Linked DNA regions of Hordeum vulgare: region 2 is linked to region 1. Evidence: chromatin contacts called from public Hi-C data. All regions are on one chromosome and are shown on one strand. Each heading gives the region's core, a stretch centred on a gene start, on an enhancer-like site or on the middle of the called end of the contact. The rest is flanking DNA. Distances are from core to core; before and after follow the strand shown. Region 1 holds the start of LOC123442278 (SNF2 domain-containing protein CLASSY 3-like). Region 2 overlaps LOC123442345 (E3 ubiquitin-protein ligase KEG).

Region 1 (5,584 bases), core at 1,814-4,313:
TGGTGCATTATATAATTGAAGTTGGCCAGATTCTCCTAGATGTAACATTTCTAGTGTAATACACAGATAGCATTAAGTAATCTTTAGTTTCTACGGAAAAGGAACAAATGGTCAGAGGTACATCTGTTATAGTAGCAGTGGCGGATCTTGACAGAGATTGTTGAAGGGGCTAAGCAGTGTTGAGGGGGTAAAGAATGCAAATTATGCTTCAATTTTGACTAATATTTGATACTTAAGCCCAACATTAAGTGTATACACATGATGGATTTTCTAGAGTAGGGAGGCGATGGCCCCCTTTGGCCCTAGGGAAGCTCCGCCACCAGTTAGTAGCATAAAGTATGGTCTGTGTCAACATTAGCTGATCATGCCAAGCAGAGATAATCACTCTCAAAGCGTGTTCCCTTAAAATATTGGTAAACATTGAAATTATGAAACTAGTCCTGTTCTTTTATCTGAGGATACAGGGATGAAGCTGCGATGGGTCAGCGTCACATTAGGTGAAATCCCTTCTTTTTTCTTGATCAGCGTGAATCATAAGCTCCATGTTCCTTAAACTGGTCTAGTCTGAGTCTTCAGAAGTTAATCATGTTATATATTCAGATTGGATATCATCTCGATACAGCTCAGTCTGTGCAGTTATTAGCTTATAGCCAGGTCTAGTTAAACAACTGCAGAAATTTTAAAATTGAACACCTACTTTAAAAAAATAAGGGATTGGTTACCATAATCAAATCAACAACACGGAGGAAAACAGAAGAATAACAGTCATGCATCTGCAAGGTCAGAGACAATTGTCATGCTGCAATACAAACGTACCTCGTCATCATAGTAGGTTCCAATATTCTCTGATTCTAAAGCAAAGTCAAAGTCACCCCATAGCATATTTTCTTTGGCACTTTGCTCTGGTATGTCAGCTGGTGTAGAAGTTTCAGTGCCAAATGAGAATACCAATGGATGAGGATCCTTGAAATTATAGTCGAACTGAGGATGCTGCTCAAAAGGAGAGAATCCTCCATCTTTATCACTACACATTTTATCCATCAGAAGCTTCAGAAGTGACTGCCGCTTTAGCGTTTTTGCACCTAAACGACTGGATTTCTTGGCAGATTTTCCAGATTTTGATGACAAATGCTTCTTTTCCCTCCCAATTTTGCTATCATCACCATGCCTTTTGTTCTGATCCGAACTGGATGGGCTAGAATCCGAATCCAAATGCCGCTCAAACAATTGACGTTCCTTAGTCGTCGTTTCAAGCTTCAGCCTTTTCCTCCTCTCAAGATCCCAAGTAAAATATGACTGCTTCTGATGCTGCGTAATGTCATTGCCCACTGGACCCTCGCTGCCATCTTTATCAAAGTTCAGTGGTTGAATCCCTGGTTTTTTGTGAACCTCCCACTTGAAACCATCTGCTACAGTATGATCACCTATCTCATCATCAGATGAGTCAGTTCTGTGGTGGGTTTGTATCCTCCTCCCTGGCTTTGAGTTGTTGCACCTGTTTGGGGTTGCTTTTTGTATTCTCTTCCCTCTATTATTATTCATATAAAGAGGCAAATGCCCTGCCCTTACTTTTACCGAAGATGAGGCCATTTCTTTCTTGCGTTTTCTCATTTCGGCCTCTTCTTCCTCTTTCGCTTTCATTTTTGCTTCCTCTTCTTCCAGTTCCACTTCTGAATCATGACTGGCACTATTGTCATCGTCGTCACTGTCACCATCCTCGTCGTCCAGTTCCACTTCTGAATCATCCTCCTCTTCTGGCTCATCGGACAACTCCTCAAAATACGCATTGTACGACATCCTATCTTGCTTAAGCCCCCATAATGACCGAGTCCTCCATGCAACACATGGCACGACAGGTTCCTTTTTTCGCAGCAACGGTTTCCTCTTCGAGGCCTTACTGGCATCATTGAGCACTTTTACTTCCTCGTCGGAATCAAGAATTTCTATATGCGATTTCCCTTGACTAAAGCCCGTCGCTCCTTCTTGCTTTGTCTCCACCTCATCCTTGATAACATCTTCTTCTTTGTCCTCCTCATGGCACCTAACCTCACCAGCAACAACCTTGTGATCCACCGGATCCTGCGCTCCCGCCTTAGCATCATCGTTGATTGGCGCCTTAGCATCGTCGTTGATTGGTTCAGACATGCCACATTCATCTGCATCATGCATAAAATCGTCATCATCACCATCATCAGTGAATCCCATCTCATCCTCGGATTCCTCCAAATCACCACCATTACCGTAAGCACCATTACTTGCCTCCAAATTATCACCATTACTGTAAGTACGGATCAGATCTGCAACCAGTCTTTCCTCCAACATCTCGTCGTCATAGTCATCTTCATAGTCATCTTCAGATGCTGCGACCTCCCCACCCATGGCATCCCCCTCGGACGGCAGCTCCCTGTTTCCACAGTCCACTGTATCCTGTTGGTTCATATGCTCCTCGTCCCCATGAAAACCAGCACCCAGCCGACCTCTGTCTGCATCGCCTGATACCGCCTCACTCCCACGATGACTGGAATTCGAACCATTGACCGCCCCACTCCTACGATGCTCATTGATTCGATCCCCACTAGCGGCGCTGCGATGCTCGTGGCTCCCCTGGCCAATGCCGCATGCCTCGTCGGCGCGAGATTCGCCATTATCATCGCCGGAAGCATCATCACCTCGCCGCCCACCGCCGTCACACCGAGGCACCTCCACCCAGTCTCCACAGGCGGGCGCATCCGCCTCCGCCTCCGCCTCTGCCTCCTTGCTCTTCCCCGAGGCGCGCGGGGGCCGCCCACGACGATTCGGTCTCGTTTCCGACTTGGAAGGCCGGGCGCCCTTGCTCCCACCGCCTCCGTCGGCATCCGCGCCCGTCGTCCCCTTCCTCCTCCTCTTGGCCCTGGGCGCCTCCTCCGGCGCCGGCGGCTGCATCGTCAGCCTCCTCGATCGGGTCCGCGTCGCCACCGACCCAACCAGCGGCACCGGCGTCGTCGCCGCCGAAGAGGAGGAGGAGCGCCTGCTAGCGGCGGCAGCAGCAGCCGCAGGTGCCGCCCCGTCGTCGGCGGCATCGAGGTCGATGACGATCGCCTCGGCGGCGCCGCGGCGGCGCGCGCGCGTGGAGGGCGCCGGCGGGGATCCTCCGCCGCCGCGGGCGCGGCGGCGAGCGGAGCGATCCATGCGGGGCGGGGCGTGGAAGGGAGAGCGAGTCTGTTTCCGGAACGGCGGAGGCGAGAGTCGTCAGGTCAGGTGGGGGGAGGAGTCAGCAGACGCATGGTAGTAGTAGTAGTACTACTAGTCCTACTACTACCTGACGCTCTCGCGGTTAGCGGGCGGAGGGTGGGGGTGGGGGGGGTTTATGTCGACGCCCAGCGCGGCTGACTTGCGGGCCAGGGCGAGGGGTTTGGTGGCCCTGGTCCACGAGGGGAGAGAAGAAAAGCCCGCGAAACGGCGGCCGGGGCCGGGGCCGGAGTCCGAGGAGGCTGGATCGGGTGCGGCAACCGGCCTGCAGCCGCGTGCGTGCGTCCTTGTCGTCGCCACTTTTCCGGGCTTTTCCTCTCTCTGGAGAGAGGGGAATCCCGCCGTGGGTTCCGTGCCACCGTCACTCGTCCCCCTCACTCAGCCTTTCGGCCGCTTTCGGAAGCGACGGACGCGTGAAAGCCGTTACCACTGGCCACTGCGGGGCTTCCATTTGGCCCTGTATGTATTTACTGCTCACTTTCGAGCTGGCTATATTCATGCCGCTCTTTTACCGGCTATCCTTAACGGCCGCGCGCATTTAATCTACTGCACACGGCCAGCGCGATGATTTCGCAGTGGATTGGTGCGTAAAGGCCAAAACCACTGTGCGTTTTACAGCGAACACAATTAGAGTTGAGTAACCGGATTCTTAGTTAGGAGTCAATTTTAGCCTGTGTTTTCAGACACTTTGTAAGAATGAAAGATGAACCTTATAATAAAAAAATAGTATTTCTAACCAATTACTCCCTCCGTGTGTTATTTTTTCAAAAAATCAAACTTCTCAAACTTTATCACAGAAATATCAATATCTAGTATACGAAGTCATTATCACTAGATTCACCCTGAAATATACTTTTATATTATATATATTAGGTAATGTAAATATTTATATATTTTTCTATAACGTTGGTCAAACATAGACAACGGTCGACTTTTTGAAAAACTAATACACCTTATATTTAGGCCCTGTTTGGAACCACAATAGATTATGATAATCTGCATTATGAAGATAGATTATAATCTGGTTTATAAAAATAATCGAGGTGAACATGTTTGGACGCCAGATTATATAAACTGTAATCCAGGTTTACATTGCATAATGGCTTGCCTGCCCTCTGTTTTTTTTAAAGAGGAGGGTGGCGGTGGTAGGAATGTAATTAAATCCAACTTTACAAGGGTAATGGGTCACTAGCAATTTATAATCTGATTTTAGCTGGGGTAGAGTAGATTATGAGTTTTTAATAATCTGTCTATCTAGTTTTTATAATCTACACCATAATCTGTCATGTGTGAAGACAAAATAGATTATAAAAACTGGATTATATAATCTGAGTGGTTCCAACCAGGGCCTTAGGAACGGAGGGAGCATTGTACATATTAGCTATAAAATGGGTTATGGATGATATCGCAAAGCCTTATAGCCAGCAGCTGGCTATACTATTAACCATGATCCGTACTACTACTCGCTTCAATTTTATTTACTTCACGCATTTTTAAATCCTCACGGTTTAGAACGTGTGATTGAAAATTCTCTATAACCTAGGTGGTTATTGATTGAATGTGAGATGGATTAAGAACTAGCATTCACATTACACATACATATAGAAGTAGTACAACATAGTACTAATTAGCTGCTAGGAGTAAATGCAATGCACCCTATACCTTATCTATTATAGAAATGCACGTAAATTTAACTGTGTCTTCTAAACTGTGACTATTAGCTTTGTCTTAAGTCAAACTTTATAAACTTTAACCAAATACATAAAAATATATTAACATCCATAATACCAAATCAAGTTAAAAATGCCCGATCCTATTTTTAGTGGACAAGTGCGTAATCATTATTCCAAGGTGTTTTTTATATAAGATGATTTTTATTAGTTCGAAATAAAGCATCAAGGGGACACACAATGAACAAACACTACTTTTTTTGCGAGATAATACTTGTATTATTCAACACTCGAAGATTGCAATCACGACTCGCAATGCCAAGGAGTGCATCCGGATCCAAACCAAGCCACACAACAGTTTGGCATTGTGATCGTCCAAAACTTGCCAGGAAGTGACTAGCATTGTTTTTGCTACGGGCAATATGAGTAATACAAGAATTACGCTCGATCAAACTATCTTTGATCTCCTTTATTAAAAAGACATATTTAGATCTATTGGCATCTCCCCCTTGAATCATCTTCATTACTTCTAAACTGCCCGATTCAACAACAATAGGTAGATTGCTCCATTGCAAAGCGAGTAAGAGGCCCTCTTGAATGCCCGAAATCTAAGTTTCAAGCACGTCATCACAAGAAAAAAGATATATACATGAGCTGAATATGATGTTGCCACGTCGGTCCCTAAG
Region 2 (5,584 bases), core at 1,578-4,077, 700 kb after region 1:
GTGTTGCTTTCTGCTTCAGAAGCAAGCTTTTTCTTTGTTCGGTAGCAGACATAGAGAAGGCACAGCCATTTGAAGTGGGTGAAAAGGTTCATGTGTTACCTTCCATATCTGAGCCACGCCTTGGATGGTCAAATGAAACTGCAGCAACCATTGGGGCCATCTCGAGGATAGACATGGATGGCACTCTAAATGTTAAGGTTTCCGGCAGAAACAGCTTGTGGAAGGTCGCTCCAGGTGATGCTGAGAGGCTCTCAGCTTTTGAGGTTGGAGACTGGGTGCGTTTGAAGCCAAGTATTGGGAGCAGACCTACTTATGATTGGAACAGTGTTGGAAAAATAAGCATAGCAGTGGTCCATAGCATTCAGGACTCTGGTTACCTGGAGCTGGCAGGTTGTTTCAGGAAAGGGAAATGGTTAACTCACAATACAGACATCGAGAAAGTACAGCCCTTTAAGATTGGTCATCATGTTCGGTTCCGTGCTGGAATTTCAGAGCCGAGATGGGGTTGGAGAGACGCAAAGCCTGATTCGAGGGGCATAATTGCTGGTGTACATGCTGATGGAGAAGTAAGGGTGGCCATCTTTGGTGTCCCTGGGTTGTGGAGAGGTGATCCTGCAGATCTAGAGATTGAGCAAGTCTTTGAGGTTGGAGACTGGGTAAGGCTGAAGAATAATGCAGATGACTGGAAGTCACTCAAACCAGGTAGCATTGGGGTGGTGCATGGGATTGGATATGAAGATGATGCTTGGGATGGAACCATCCATGTGGCATTTTGCGGTGAGTTGGAAAGATGGATAGGGTTTTCTAGCCAGCTTGAAGAAGTCAGCAGGTTTGTTGTTGGGCAGCGTGTGCGGATCAGAGGATGTATCCGCCAGCCAAGATTTGGATGGTCTAATCATAATCATTCAAGTATAGGGACCATCTCATCTGTTGATGCTGATGGGAAGCTAAGGATTCACACACCAGCTGGTGCCAGGGCTTGGTTGATAGACCCAGCAGAGGTGGAAAAAGTGGAGGAAGAGGAGGAAGTCTGCATTGGAGACTGGGTAAAGGTTAAGGACTCGGTTCTAATCCCCACATATCAATGGGGTGATGTGAACCACAACAGCATAGGGGTGGTCCACAGGGCCGGGGCTGGGGAGCTCTGGGTTTCATTCTGTTTCTGCGAGAGACTATGGTTATGCAAAGGTTGGGAGGTGGAGAAGGTTAGGCCCTTCCGGCAAGGCGACAGAGTGCGGATCCGATCCGGTCTTGTTGCCCCGAGATGGGGATGGGGTATGGAGACATATGCAAGTAAAGGTGAGGTTATAGGCGTGGATGCAAATGGGAAGCTGAGGATCAAGTTTCGGTGGAGGGACAGACTTTGGGTTGGGGACCCTGCTGATGTGATTCTCGATGATATCCCATCACCGACGGAAGCTTCTAATGGCATTTGTTCATAGCCTTGGGCATTCTTTTGACCCCATACATGATTTCTTGCTCCCTTCCATTGTGCACCATTTCATATTTAATGCAGTGGAGTTGCAAGTTGCACATAGGTATCTTCATCGGATAGGCATGGCGGGCTGTATTTTGCGTGTTGATAGGCAGGAGGGGAAAGAAGAAGAGAGGGTGAAAACCTTGAAATAGACATGATAACCAGCACCTAGGGTTCTTGCATGCATGTATAATTATGCGCCTGACTCGTTTTTTTTTTCTCTTTCAGTGTATCATATAGCAGTGTACAGGTTTGGACCTGAACATTAATTTAATTGATAGTGCCCCTGTCTGTATCCTTGACTTGTTTGGCGGCTGTGCTGGTAGAATTTTAGAATCCGTGGCTTAATGTGGACTGCAGGTGTTCCTGCTGTGATGCAGATCAATGCTGCATGTGCGTTCTTCCCAAAGCTGCTGTATATGTTGTCGAGCTGTTGAGATTTTAACTGCTATGCATGCATCTATGGTGATTCTGGCAAAACATTCCAGTTCCCAGAATGAAGAAAAAGATAGATTTGGTGTTTCTCTTACGCAGGATCAGACAGTTTCTGTTCTGAGGAACATATCAGAGTACCATGTACTGTTTGTTTCTTCTTCGAGTGCTGTCGAGTCGCAGAGAAAGCTCGCTTATACTATGTTCGTTCCAACAGCAGTGGCTAAATTTCGCGTTGTCCAGAGGCACCTGAACCCGGGCAACAGCCATGAGCGTTGCCATGATTAAAATCAAGTGCGGCCAATCACGTTTAGCTACACATAATCCAGTGAGCACTACTTCTAGTGGCACGGCATTCCTCCCTGCTCATAATTTCTTTCTTACGTGCGTTGAAGATGGGGAGACGATTCAACCGCAAGCCACCTTTGGACCTGAAAAGAGGAGCTGCTCTTGTTTAAGTTGCCTACTTGCACAGGGCAAAAGTTACAAGCTTGCGATATTTAATATATGGTTCTGCTTATGCACTACAAAAAAGGCCATTCTGCCCTAGGAAGAAAAAGAAATCCAGAAGAAAAGAAACAGTATTCTTATGTAGTAGCATTACCATTAAAAAGAGAGGATAATATATCTCTTGATGAAAAGTGACCAGTGCCACACGGACCATCCCACCGCATCGGAGTCACTATTGTCTTAAATCGACGGCAGAATGATTCGTGCACGGCATCTTCTCCAGTTTATGACTGAAGCTCTCAAAGTGCACATCATATAAGCACAAAGTGCTCATTAAGTGTGTGGACAGTAAGTGACATGCATTATGCGATCTGATCCTTCCTAGTCCTACTACCAGTTCAGCATAGGAGGGGCAGGAACACCCCACCGGATTAGATCATCTACATGCAACCACCGGACCGACCGGAGTTGGATCATAGCTTAGCTACTACCAAACCCCTACCGGTGCTTATCGGAACGGAACAAGCTCCCCCCTACCCTATTAGTGCTCACTTACCGATAAAAGGAGCGGATGGATAACGCCGATCACAAGCTAGATTGGGTTGGGAGTTGGTGCCAAGATGTGTTGGTGAGCGTTTTCTAACGGCCGATGGGTGCTGTCAGCATCAGCGCAGATCTTGACTGACCAAGCGTGCTCGGAGCAGAGCCCATGCTTGGCCTATTAACCAACGATAAATGTAGTACTAATTATGCATGGTTTGGATTGCTCAGACCTGCCGCAGATATGCACCTTGTGGGGTGTCTTTTGTCACCGAGAAGTTTCTCTGAATCCGCTGGGATTTGGTTCGCTTCCTGTCAAAGGACAAGTAAAGGGTTTAATCCCTTTGACTATGCTGGTGTAATTTTGCAGTTTGGTGCTTGCAATTGCAAACACCAGGGCGGTGGTTCGCGTGTATCACATGCCGACGATCTGAGACAAACAAAGTGAATTTGTTGGAAAAGAGAGCTTAGTTGCTTTCCAAGGATAGAGTTTGTTAATGCAACCACACGCATGATTAGAGGTTTGTAACAACCTGGGCCATCCCCAGACCGACCCTTCTTTACGACACGATTGTTTTTGTTAGTGATAATTTCGAGCTTTCTGTTGATTTTATCTTTTGTTTACCCCTTTTTGAGCCTTCTTCCATCTTTTCTTCGCCATTTCCTTTGCCACTCGGACGAACAGGGGCACATGAGCAAGTGAGTGAGTGATGGGCAGTACCTTATAGAATTGTAAACAAGAAAGGAAGAATGGAGAGTACCTTATACATCAAGCAAATACAGTGGAGCAACCAGCGAGTGTGATTCCATGCACACAATCATTTTTGTTAAAATTGATGCAAGGCAACCAAGCCAAAAACATCAGCAAGAAGAGTACATAACAAGCATAGTTACAAGATACGAATTTTAGCACAATCGATTTCTTGTGCAACAACAAGCAACGCTTTCAAGAAGAGATATATGCCCCCATGTCATGGTCGTCACGTCCAGCCAGATTAAACAAAGATACGGATTTTCATCCTAGTTTCCCAGATCGACCAGTGAAGATCAACATACCAACAAAGTAATGAGGCAAGTTCGTTGCTGCTGAGCGGATCAATGACGCATCATGCTCCCGTTGCAAAAGCAGGAGTACATTACAAGAAAAAAAGAAAAGAAATAGAGTGTTTGTACTTAGCTTTTTTTTAATATAACCATGAAAACTAAGGGGGAGAAATTTTTGGTTCATAAGGGCATCTCCAAGACCGCCAAGCCAGACTCCCTATTCGTTTGCGCATCGGTGGGGACCAGTTTACGATACTGACACAAGAGCTGGTCATCCAAAGCTAGCCATAAATGTCAATTGCATTTCGGACAAAATTTAACGAAAGTGAACAAATTTAAACAAACCGGATGATGTTCACTGAAACTTGGATAAACTTTAGATAAAACCGCATAATGTTTCGTCCGATAAACTAAAAACCTTAAAAAACTAAACTACCATATACAACCCTATATTTGACAGTGACCTCGCACGCTATGCCGGGCTAGCAGGCGACACCTCCATCATTGTCATCGTCGCCATTGTCGAACTCGTCGTCATCGGGTTTCGGGCGATGGTAGGGCGAGGTGCTGCAACAGGGCCTCCCGGCTGCCACCTATCGCTCTTAGATGATCTGCTCCGCCTACTCCTGCGCCGTGTGTAGTGCGGCCACCGGGGACGTGGGAAGAAAGCGTAGGGCGTTGGTGGAGGAGCGAGTGACGAAGCATGAGCTTCATCTGCTCCTCGTAATCCCTATCCGCCATCGCAAACACCGCATCCTATGAGAGAATGTGCATCTGTGGCGGAGGCTGGTCCTCCTCCTCGTCGGAAGAGATGACGATCTCCACCTTTGTAGAGGAGCTGACTGCCCACGAGGAAGACATCCCCAGAGTGCGAGGGTGGCATTGCCAAGACCCTCCGGAGCTACTACCAAGGCCCAAGACTGGCCCATCGTCGGATTGGTAGAGGAAGAGGGGAGCGACAGAGGTGCAGAGCGATGCGGTGTGGAGAGTTGTGGAGAGTGCGTTGTGGAGGCGCAAGCGATGTGGTGTGAAGAGTGCGCAACGGTCAAAGTTGGTTTGTCGGGACCCGCGTCCTCGTTGAAGTGGCGTCGCCTGAGAGGTCGCGTCTGTCAGCGCCATCCCTCCCGTATGGTCACATCATGCGACATCAATTACGACCTCTGAGTGAAATCTGCTTATGTAATAGAGCCTATCCACTAAAGGATTAAGCATAGATGTAGTATCAGATCCCAAAGATAGTAAGTTCTTTTTTTTTAATGAAAAAAAGTCTTCTTCAAGGATTCTATAGAGATTTCATATATGAAACGGGATAGTTACCTTTTAAAAAATTTGAACGAAGGCTATTTCAAGAGTCTCGAGTGAACAATGAGAAGAAAGATAAAGAAAAGGAAGCTTTTTTGTTGTCCGTTGAACCATTAGCGTTGGCTCACAGAAAGCACATGTTTTTCTATTTTCTCTGTGCCGGCATGAATGCGTCGCGAGAAGCAACGCGTGCATTGCTTAGAAAGCGCGGGAGATGCAGGAGTTTTTTTTTATAGGTCATGGTTGTCGGAGACATGTGTGGGATTGGTCCGGATGCCTGCAAAGCCTCCCTCCCCTCACCCGGTTTGCTCCCGGTTTGCGTAAAAAAAAGACGTTCAT

What was found. A called contact is a pair of places that touch in the nucleus more often than the background predicts.
Region 2: a Hi-C map of leaf shows a contact between it and region 1, with 3 times the contacts expected there. The contact joins the enhancer-like site here to the promoter of LOC123442278 in region 1. A contact is called at or near these places in 2 of 6 Hi-C or Micro-C datasets (leaf and seedling).

The regions. Positions count from the first base shown.
Region 1 is chr1H:423,602,925-423,608,508 of MorexV3_pseudomolecules_assembly, forward strand. It overlaps LOC123442278 (SNF2 domain-containing protein CLASSY 3-like), which reads right to left and starts at 3,064. Exons shown (of 5, transcript XR_006630462.1): 1 at 817-3,064.
Region 2 is chr1H:424,302,719-424,308,302 of MorexV3_pseudomolecules_assembly, forward strand. LOC123442345 (E3 ubiquitin-protein ligase KEG) reads left to right here. Exons shown (of 15, transcript XM_045118359.1): 15 at 1-1,772. The coding sequence ends at 1,442. Among protein-coding and RNA genes, the nearest start is that of LOC123442345, 17 kb to the left of the region's middle. Within about 2 kb of position 2,828, at least 2 of the 3 cell types and tissues checked have open chromatin away from gene starts, as enhancers often do. A contact at or near this core is called in leaf, where this site is marked.